Linked DNA regions of Anas platyrhynchos: region 1 is linked to region 2. Evidence: chromatin contacts called from public Hi-C data. All regions are on one chromosome and are shown on one strand. The core of a region is the stretch at or near the end of the contact, and the rest is flanking DNA. Distances in the headings are between cores, read along the strand shown. Region 1 holds the start of GCFC2 (GC-rich sequence DNA-binding factor 2). Region 2 overlaps ITSN2 (intersectin 2).

The links. Hi-C and Micro-C count contacts between places; a contact is called where the count stands out from the background.
Region 1: a contact with region 2 is called in a Hi-C map of subcutaneous adipose tissue, with 1.5 times the contacts expected there. The contact joins the promoter of GCFC2 here to the enhancer-like site in region 2. A contact is called at or near these places in 3 of 8 Hi-C or Micro-C datasets (liver, skeletal muscle and subcutaneous adipose tissue).

Annotation. Positions count from the first base shown.
Region 1 is chr3:113,597,928-113,602,442 of IASCAAS_PekinDuck_T2T, reverse strand. GCFC2 (GC-rich sequence DNA-binding factor 2) reads right to left here and starts at 1,307. Exons shown (of 18, transcript XM_027455322.3): 1 at 1,049-1,307; 2 at 162-272. The coding sequence starts at 1,244.
Region 2 is chr3:113,538,993-113,543,846 of IASCAAS_PekinDuck_T2T, reverse strand. It overlaps ITSN2 (intersectin 2), which reads left to right. Exons shown (of 40, transcript XM_072036508.1): 19 at 1-151; 20 at 1,189-1,310; 21 at 3,096-3,271; 22 at 3,567-3,711; 23 at 4,193-4,398. Among named protein-coding and RNA genes, the nearest start is that of FAM228B, 38 kb to the right of the region's middle. Within about 2 kb of position 2,301, at least 1 of the 8 cell types and tissues checked has an H3K27ac peak or open chromatin away from gene starts, as enhancers often do.

The sequences.
Region 1 (4,515 bases), core at 58-2,557, 60 kb before region 2:
CGTAGAAACATTAAAATTATAAGCTTGTAAAGTAACGTTGCAAGTATCATCCCAGATTCAAATAACAAACAGAAGACATCTAACAGTCTTGACACAATACTCTTAATTTACTGATTTCATAAAACTAACATAGAAAATCTTTTAACAATAGAAGTACTTACTTTTGCTTTCTTCCGCTTCTCTCTGTGCAGGCAGCAGGCTTTTCTTCTTTTGAACTCTAAAGGTTACTTCATTGAAGGAGGGCTTTTTGATTTTGAAAAGGTCTTCATCACCTGTAGAGATAAAACAGAATGACTCAGACATATCAACAAAGCATATATATACATATATATATGTGTGTGTGTTTGTATAAATATATATAAAGCAAATAATCCTTACATGTGCACTCAGCATACATTTTGAAGCTCTGACTGCATTAAGTCTAATTCTATCACTTTATCACTCAGGATCCATTACTTCTGAATTCACATCTTTGGAGCTTAGCCTCCTTGATACACCAACACCTCTCCTAGCACCTCCCCAAGGCCATTTCCTCCTGCCCTATCACTTGTCACCTGAGAAAAGAAACCAACACCCTCTTCACTGCAGCCTCCTCTCAGGTAGTTGTAGAGAGCAGTGAGGTCTCCCCTGAGCCTCCTCTTCTCCAGACTACGCAACCCCAGTTCCCTCAGCTGCTTCTCCTGTTTCCGAGTACTGGAGGAGGCTGCGGCCCATGGAGAGCCCCCGCAGGAGCAGGCCCCGGGCCGGAGCTGCAGCCCGTGGAGAGGAGCCCACGCAGGAGCAGGGGTCTGGGGGTGCTGTGGGGGACCCGTGCTGGAGCAGTTTGCTCCTGGGGGATGGACGCCGTGGCACGGAGCCGTGTGGGAGCAGTTCTTGAAGAGCTGCTGCCTGTGGGCAGCCCATGGGCGATCTCCCTGCCCTCATCTCACCCCCGAGCCCTTTTCACCCCATTTTCCCCCCTTCCAGCGCCCAAGCAGTTGATGCAGACTCCATCGGGACAACCCCCCCCACCACGAAGCCGAGAACCCTCCCGCTCTTCGCCCCTCACCTTCCCGCTCCTCCTCGCTCCCGAAGCTCAGCACCCCCGCCCGGCTCCGCACCGGCCCCTCCGCAGCGGCGGTGCCGGGGTCCTGCGGCGGAGCAGGGGCAGGAGCAGGCTCAGCCCCCGGTTCCTCCTCGCTGCTGCTGCCGCTGGAGGCCGGGCGGCGCCGGGCGCTGAAGGTGCGCGGAGCCCGGCGGAACATGGCGCGGGGCGGGCCCGGCACCGGCTGCGTGCTGAGGGTGCGCGGCGGCCGCAGGCTCGGCCCCCTGAGCGGCGAGCTCCGCCTCAGCGCCCCGGGGAAGGGGAAGGGCCTGGTACAGGCTGAGGGGAGTGTGAAAAGTGTTCCTCAGCTTCCAGTCGAGGGGGTTTTGTGGGTGGTTAATCGCTCAAACGCGTGAAAATAAAATTTATCTGAAGGGCTGCGCGTGTGTGTTCGTGGTGGGGGTGGCCTTGCGGGGTGCCTTCCCCCGCCCCTCAGCTTGGTGCTATGTAGTCGTCAAAAAAAAAAAAAAGCACAAAACAGTCACGTTTTTTAATTTGTTTCTCTGGATTTAGCACGCTGAAGGAGGCAGGGAAGTGGCAGCTCTGTTGTGAGGGGGTTGGAACAGAAGGACGGCGGCAAAACAAGGGACTAAATTTGTTTTGTGTGGTGAGGGGCTGTACAGTGTCACGTACCATCCCTCATCTCTGTGGTGAGTGTGATCTGTGGAAAGAAAGCTTCAGATCCAGCCCCTCTGGTTACACCAGAAACAGGGCGAGTCCTTCAAGTAAGGCCTTTATATCCCAAGAGAAGTATCCAAAAATAGTGGATATTTGTGGGAAAAAAATAGTGGGCATTTGAAACTTCTTGCTTAAATTGCTCCACGTCTCTCCCCTTCGTCTGTAGGATGAAGATACCAATATTATTTTGCCTCAGGAATCCTGTGGAGAAGAGAAGCTGTGTTTGTGAAGCACAACAAAGTACAATAAGAACAATATAAAAACCTAAGAGAAAATTAAAATATATTTCTATTTAGTGCAGGTTCTGAATGGTGCATGTTAAATAAAACCTAAGGCTGTACAATGAATAATAAGGATTCTAAAAACTTTGCCAATTCAATAAACACGATTCATCTTGCAAATATCATTCATCCTCTGCACTGAAAAAGGTTGGTGGGTCTTGTGAAAAAAAAAAAAAAAAAAAAAAAAAAAAAAAAAAGTAGTTTTGCAAGCAACAGAACTAAACCTTTTTATGGATTTGTGCCTAAAAATGACTTACTGTGAGCTCTGATGCAAAGCTGCATTATAGCTTTGCAATTTATATATGCTTCCCCTGTGTGTTTTCTGCGACTGAGGGGTAAAGTCAAGGATAGTCTGAGGATGCACAGATACACCGAATTTATCCACCGTAGTCTGGACAATGCCGAGTTTGCTGGCATAGGTCAACCCGGAATAATGTCAATTAAGTTACTTGCTTATTATTGACCATTCCAGCACTGATGCCTCATGATGCTAAACAGATCTTGGAGAGTTTTCCTAGGGGTCTGTGTTTCCTCTGACTTTTTTTTTTTTTTTTTTTTTTTTTTGAAAGCTTCTTTCCTTTTCTCTGACTCTATATTCAGTCTTGAGAGATTCTCTATCTGATTTTAAATTCTTTAATAGTGAAGTAAGTAATAGAATAATAAAATTCATCTAGTGAGTGCTGTTTAGGCAGGACTGGACTGCCTGCTTAGAAGACACAATAGCCCAGGCCTTCAGCATGGCAGAAACATGGAACAGATCTGTGGCACAGTTGGTTTTACTAGCAGGGAGAAACTGCTGTGTTTGCAGTTGTCACTCAAGTTAATATGCTCACTAAATGACAAGATATTAGTCTAAGTAGTCGCATCTAACCAAGATGATCCCAGTGCAGAAGAGGAAAAGCAAATTCAACTGCAGCAAAGCAGTATAGTATCTCTTTGGAAGGACTTCAGTGCAAATGCCAATGGATTTATTTTGTTGGGCACTAAAAGTTCATTTGCCAGGGAAACGGGTTTTGAGAAGGGCTCTGTGGAGATCAGTGAAGCAGATTAGCAAACTTCTATAGGTTTCTCTTACCAAAGCAAGAAATAGCATGAAAGCAAGACGAGTCTTGCATAAAATTTCCAGTTAAGCATTAGGGACTGATAGTATGGCCTCTTTTCACACTCCATAGACTTCAGCTCTGTCCTGACCTCTGTTAAACTTTAACATCAAAGTTACAAAGTGACTTGCTCTGTAGGACTCACCGCTCATTAAAAACAAGTTTTGAGTGCAGAAGAACCCAAAATCAAAGGCCAACTCAATTTTGCCTCAAGACTGGAAAACTAGATCCAACCTTCTGAATGCAACAACTTCTTTACCTCCTGTGGCTGGAGTTACTGCATGCACAAGGGTGTTTGCAGCAGCTGAGGGAATACTTCGTGCTTGCTTCTGTTCGTGTCAGGAAAAGTCCACCAGAATATGAGGCAAACAAAACAGAGGAGGGCAGTATCACCTCAGACTGTCAGTGTTACAAGGGACAAGCAAGAACCACAGTCATGAGCAATGTCTACGTTTCATTAACACAGAGCTTTAGTGTAGACATCCATAAACTGGCTTAAAACCAGTGATCTGTTTACTCTGTCAGTAAACGTGTGATTGTATTAATTATGTTATTGATTATACATTTACTTTGCTCTTTTACACTGTTTTGCCTATCTTTATCACGGTATTTTATTTTCTCTGTAGAATGCCTGCATCTTTCCTGAAATCTCTGAATGAGAAAAACATTCCACAGCAACTCACAAAACATACTGAAAGATCAAAGAAAAAATACTTCAAAATTGATTCTTATATCATTCATCCTTTAAAAGCAACTTTTAACTCTTGAGGATTTTGCAAAATTCTGGTAAGAGGCATACCATAACTTCTTAAGAGTGGTTCTGGGGCCTGGTTTCCAGTCTCCCCATTTGCTGGCACCTGAACGTTGGAGCCCCTGAAACAACAGCCCCTGTCCAGTTGCTGGTGTGGACCATCTTGCTCACAGCTGCACACAGGAGCTTATAACTGGGGTCCTTGGCTGCCATTGTACCCCTTCACACCACTTGTATCACATAACCTAACAATATGAACCCAATGACATCTTTCTAGCACCTAAAACTGAAGGCTTTGGGGAAAAAAAATCATGGCAAACAGATAAAGATACCAGCCTATTGGAATAAAATTGCTTTCTAGGTTTGTTTTAAAACATATGAGAGTGGAGAAACAAATGCAACTGAAAAGAACCTGCAACTCTGACTTATCAAAGCATTATTTACTAATTATAGTGTAAGGATTACAAATTGCAACAAATAACCTGGCTTAATGCTATTAATGTGTTATTGCCAGCAGTTGAAACCTGAAATTCCTATCTACTTGCATGTCTCTCAATGCCTGTGCTGTAGCTAGGTTTTGCAAGTAAAATTCTGTATCTGCTCAGCTGTTGACAACACTAT
Region 2 (4,854 bases), core at 1,052-3,551:
AAGAAGAACGAAGAAATAAAGAAGATGAAAGAAGTGACCAACTCTCAAGAGACAGAAAAACGCACTTCTAAATTAAACATACCCGAAAAGTTTGCAGATCTGTTGAAACCAACAGAGGGTAAAAGTCTTAAGCCACCCTGGAAAAATGAAGGTAATTGTAGCCTGTTTAGTTACTGCTTTAATGATTCCTATTTTCCTGAGTATCATTTCATTCTTTAGATGTATTAGTGTTAGCGTAACACTGGCAGACGTATTGTCTAAAATATTGTAATATGAATAAAAAACAAAAAAACAACAGTGTTCTATGATGTTAGTTAGATATGAATCAACCTATTAATTTAGGTTGTCTTTTATCAGTTATCACCACCTGTGGCCCTGAAGACAAATATTCCAGGGATCATGGCTAACAAATTGTGGATGTTGGAAACAGTAATATTTTAGCTTTTTCATAAGGCCAGAACTTTCTGTGATTAAAGCAGAATGCTAACATGGAGTTTTGTCAGGTGATGAGTGGTTGGACTCAGTGACTTATTAATATTGAAATTCACTTTACTTCTGCCTTATTCAATACATCTTATTAACACAAAAAAAAAAAAAAAAAAAACACTAAACTTTAATTGTAGGACTTTGAAAAATGCTGGTTTAACATTTTCACTAAAAGCAGTTTTGCTTAATCCATCATTCATTAGTTCTTGTAAGTTTTCATTAGCTCTTTTTATCACTGAATTAAACAGGAACCAAGTTAGCACAGCATTGAAAGATATTTGCACAACTTATCTAGACCTTGTAAAACATTCACTGTTAACAGCATCACTCACAGACTTTGAGAAAGCAGAAGCAAAGAAAACAGAAATTACGGTATTTTGCTTTGTGAGGTTTTCAAGTAAAATCTTCACAGCACTGCTGAACACTTGTTGGAGCAGTGTTATCTTTTTGACTTGAAAATTAAATTTGTGTTAGACGAGACTATATTAAAGTACTGGCCTACGTTTACATTTAGTGATTAGCATGTTAAACCCCTGCGCTGTGTGCATCCCATCAGCATGTTACCTAGTGATCTCCTCCGATACTTGCTTAGTGTCTTCAAGGCAAGAACTGTTCTCTGCTTATTGTATTCATACTTGTTGCTTAGAATGGTAGAGCTCTAAGTGCTTTCAGCTGCAGTAACCAGTTTTCTTATCCTTTCAGGCAATGCAATTAGTACCTCAGAGTCTAGGAATTCGGTTGCCTTTGTAAATTACAGAGCTTTATATCCATTTGAAGCAAGGAATCATGATGAGATGAGCTTTAATACCGGCGATATAATTCAGGTAAGATTTGCCATTCATATTTGACTTGTGAGAAAACAACCCCTTCCTCTGATCCTAAGATACACAAAGTCCTAGATGGCAGAAGCATTAGGTTGATAAATTTTAGATTTAATTACAATTTAAACTTGATCACTTCTTTTTAACAGGTGAAATTAGGATTAGTTCAGATAAAATCTTTATTTGTATTTTAGAAGTGTCGAGATTTTGTCTGGTATAACAGTAGTGAACTCTAAATATAAACTTTCTAAAATTGGATCAGGAATGATCTAGTTGCGGCAGTTTTTTGTACATTTAGATGCTGGCCTCTAAGTGTCTGCTTGAATTATGAGAGTAGTAAATAGAGGCATGACTGGCTACATAAGAAGACAAGATTATTAATGGCATTTGAAACAGGCCAGTTTCTTAACAAGTTGATGTGAAAGGTTCCTCTGAATCTATGTACCATTTTCTAATGTATGGTTAACATAATCTGTGTCTTGTTGGTATTTCCTTCATAAAGGCTCTCTCAGGCAGATGCCCATAGCAGAGTATTCTGCGTCCATTCTGTGTAGTATTTTTCTGTATTTGTGGAGTATGATGCCTGTAATGTTTGAGAGGGATTATAAGACCAGAAATGTTTTCTGGTTTCTCGGTTGAAATCTGCTTTATTTCATTTAATTACATTATTTGTTAGCGTAAACAATTTTGAAAGCCTGTGCGGTCAGGTAGACTTGTGAAAACCAATTTACAGCTGTGGTGATGCAGTTAATATATGTGTATCTAATGGATAAATGCATATGGATCTCCTTCACTCAGATTATAATGATACAGAGAGGTGATAGGGGAGAATTCAGAAAGCAGTGAATTACAGAATATCAAAACCTTTAGGTATTAACCTTCAGTTTGATAGAGTTAAATAATTTATTTGCATTTTCACGCCAGTGAGGTACAGACAAGGAAATAAAAGTTGTTGTTTTGGCTTCCTTTTCAGATAAAATTAACTGTCTCATTTAACTGCTGATATCCTGTTTTAGAAATATGCCAGCAGCCGCCGCCTCCTCTTCTAACCTCAAGCTCAACTAAGCTAACTAGCTGTTAGTATTCGATTAGCTGCTAATTTTAGCTTGCTTTTTCTTTCTATAGCTTTGACTATATGCAGCATAGCGGAGGTTTCAGTGCTGATAGGAATGTGTAATACAAATGCTCTACTCTTAATCATTACAGTAAATAACAGAATTTTTGGGTGTGTTTTGTCTGCAGTTAATTGCAGATCCAGCACATCCTTCCTGCAGTCTTTTACAGAAAACCAATGAGAAATGTGGTTGCACTTCCCCACTTAAGACCACCACTGTTCTCTAAGCAGAGCTGTACCAGTTTGTTGTGGTGCTGAGCCAGCTAGCCACTGCTTCTTGGTCTTGTGTTCAATGAGATGTGACACAATGCATCATAGATTTTGGCAAGCTGAAATTGTTCCAGGTATCATACGTGGTCCCCAGTGTCATGTTGTCTGGGGCCTGTTTGAAGGAATATGACATCTTTGAGGCCTGTCTCCACATGTCTCTGGATCTGGCTGGCAGATTTGGTGTGTTACCTTGGAAGGAGCTGCTGGAGACACAGTGAAATTGCATCACCTTCTTTTTGGAACAGGGCAAAATCAGCTCAGTTCTGAAAAAGAGGGTGAAAATGCTGATCCTGTGAGAGTGCTGCATGTGCTATTCAGAGTGCCAACAGGTGCTGACTCATGAGATACCCTCTTGTTTCAGACAGCTAATTGTGTTTTCTTTGTATTTATCTGCCTGTTCATAGGTTGATGAAAAAAATGTTGGAGAACCTGGTTGGCTTTACGGGAGTTTTCAAGGACGTATTGGTTGGTTTCCATGCAATTATGTAGAAAAAATACCAGAAGGAGAAAAACCTTTATCTCCTAAGAAGGCCTTACTTCCTCCTACAGTATCTTTATCTACTACCTCAGCTGCTTCAGAGTGAGTGTTTGTTACATTGGTGTTAAAATTGCTTTTTCAAAGTTAAAACGTAGTGTGCTGTGTGGTATCATTCGATGATACAGAAAATATAAATATAAATGCAGAAAACTTCCTGACAAGTCTACCTGAAAGTGTTAGCTTGTGCATTTTAAATATTTGATTGTCTGCTTTGCATTGCATAGGATGATCTATTTTATATTTATTAAAGAAAAAAAAAAGCAACACACTGATTCTACTAAGATACTTTTAAAATAAAAACTGTCATGTGTTAAATATGTCTGTATTCAATTTGCAGACCACTTTCACCAAGTAAATCTGCGGAAGAATCTGATTACCAAAACTTACATTTTTCTAGCCTGAACGTTAATACAGCATGGCAACAGAAATCAGCTTTCACTCGCACTGTGTCCCCTGGATCCGTTTCACCCATTCACGGACAGGTATATTGTGTGAGAGTGGAGAACTTGCTGTTCACATTAATGGCACTTTTAAGAAAAAACAAAACAAGACAAAAACACAAACACACTTTTCTAATTTTTCTAATACTGTGTGCACTGGGCAGGCTGGGGATAAACAAACTAGTCTGAAGTCTCCACTACTGTCTATAGATATAATTCCATACATTTCAGTGGACTGGTGACCAAGAGTGCTCATGCAATGTGTTTCATAATTCTGTGATTGTTTTCACCTGTAATTAGATACACAAGATATTTGTAACGAGTAAGAAAAAGAATTGAGAGAGTGTTCCTGAGTCTATCACTTACATACAGGAATGTAAAACATTGTCCAGGCAAAAAGTAAAAAAGGTTCAGCCAACACTTAGGAATGAACTTGCTTAGACATCAACATATGTTTATTTTTAGCACTTGTACCAGTTAGGGGTAGTATGGTCAGCCAGCATCTCCACTTCTGTCTTAACAGGGGCAACCTGTCGAGAACTTAAAAGCACAAGCACTTTGCTCTTGGACTGCAAAAAAAGATAACCACTTGAATTTTTCAAAAAATGATATCATCACTGTCCTGGAGCAGCAGGAGAACTGGTGGTTTGGAGAGGTACATGGAGGAAGGGGTTGGTTTCCAAAATCTTATGTCAAGCTCTTACCTGGAAGCGAAATCAAGAAAGAGGAGTAAGTGTGCCTTATTATTGTTTTGTTCTAAAGTTTACAAAAAGAGGTGTTTTAGAGTGCAAAATCGCTGCAGTGCTTTAAAGTGCAGATTCTACATAATGTTCATAATTTACACCATGCCATTTTAGGCCTTTATTATTTCATTCTAGCAAGCCAAGTAATGTTGGGCTCAGTATTGAGTAAATAGACAGTCTTCCAAGCTGAGTGCTGTGAAAAGTCAATGGAGTTTGGTCATTCATCAAGTGCCAGCTTACTTTTGGTTCGTTACCAAGTCAGATCTCTTGCAGTGGAGTTGCTTTGAGCTTCTGAAGGGTGCCAACTTCTAAGTGACCTACAAGGAATTCCTTAACACTCAGCATTAAAAGCTTGTAAGGCACATCTTACAGAAACAGTGGTATTCTTCTTTCTTGGAAAGATCCTTATGTCTATTCTAATGCCATAGGTAACTGGCTCGGG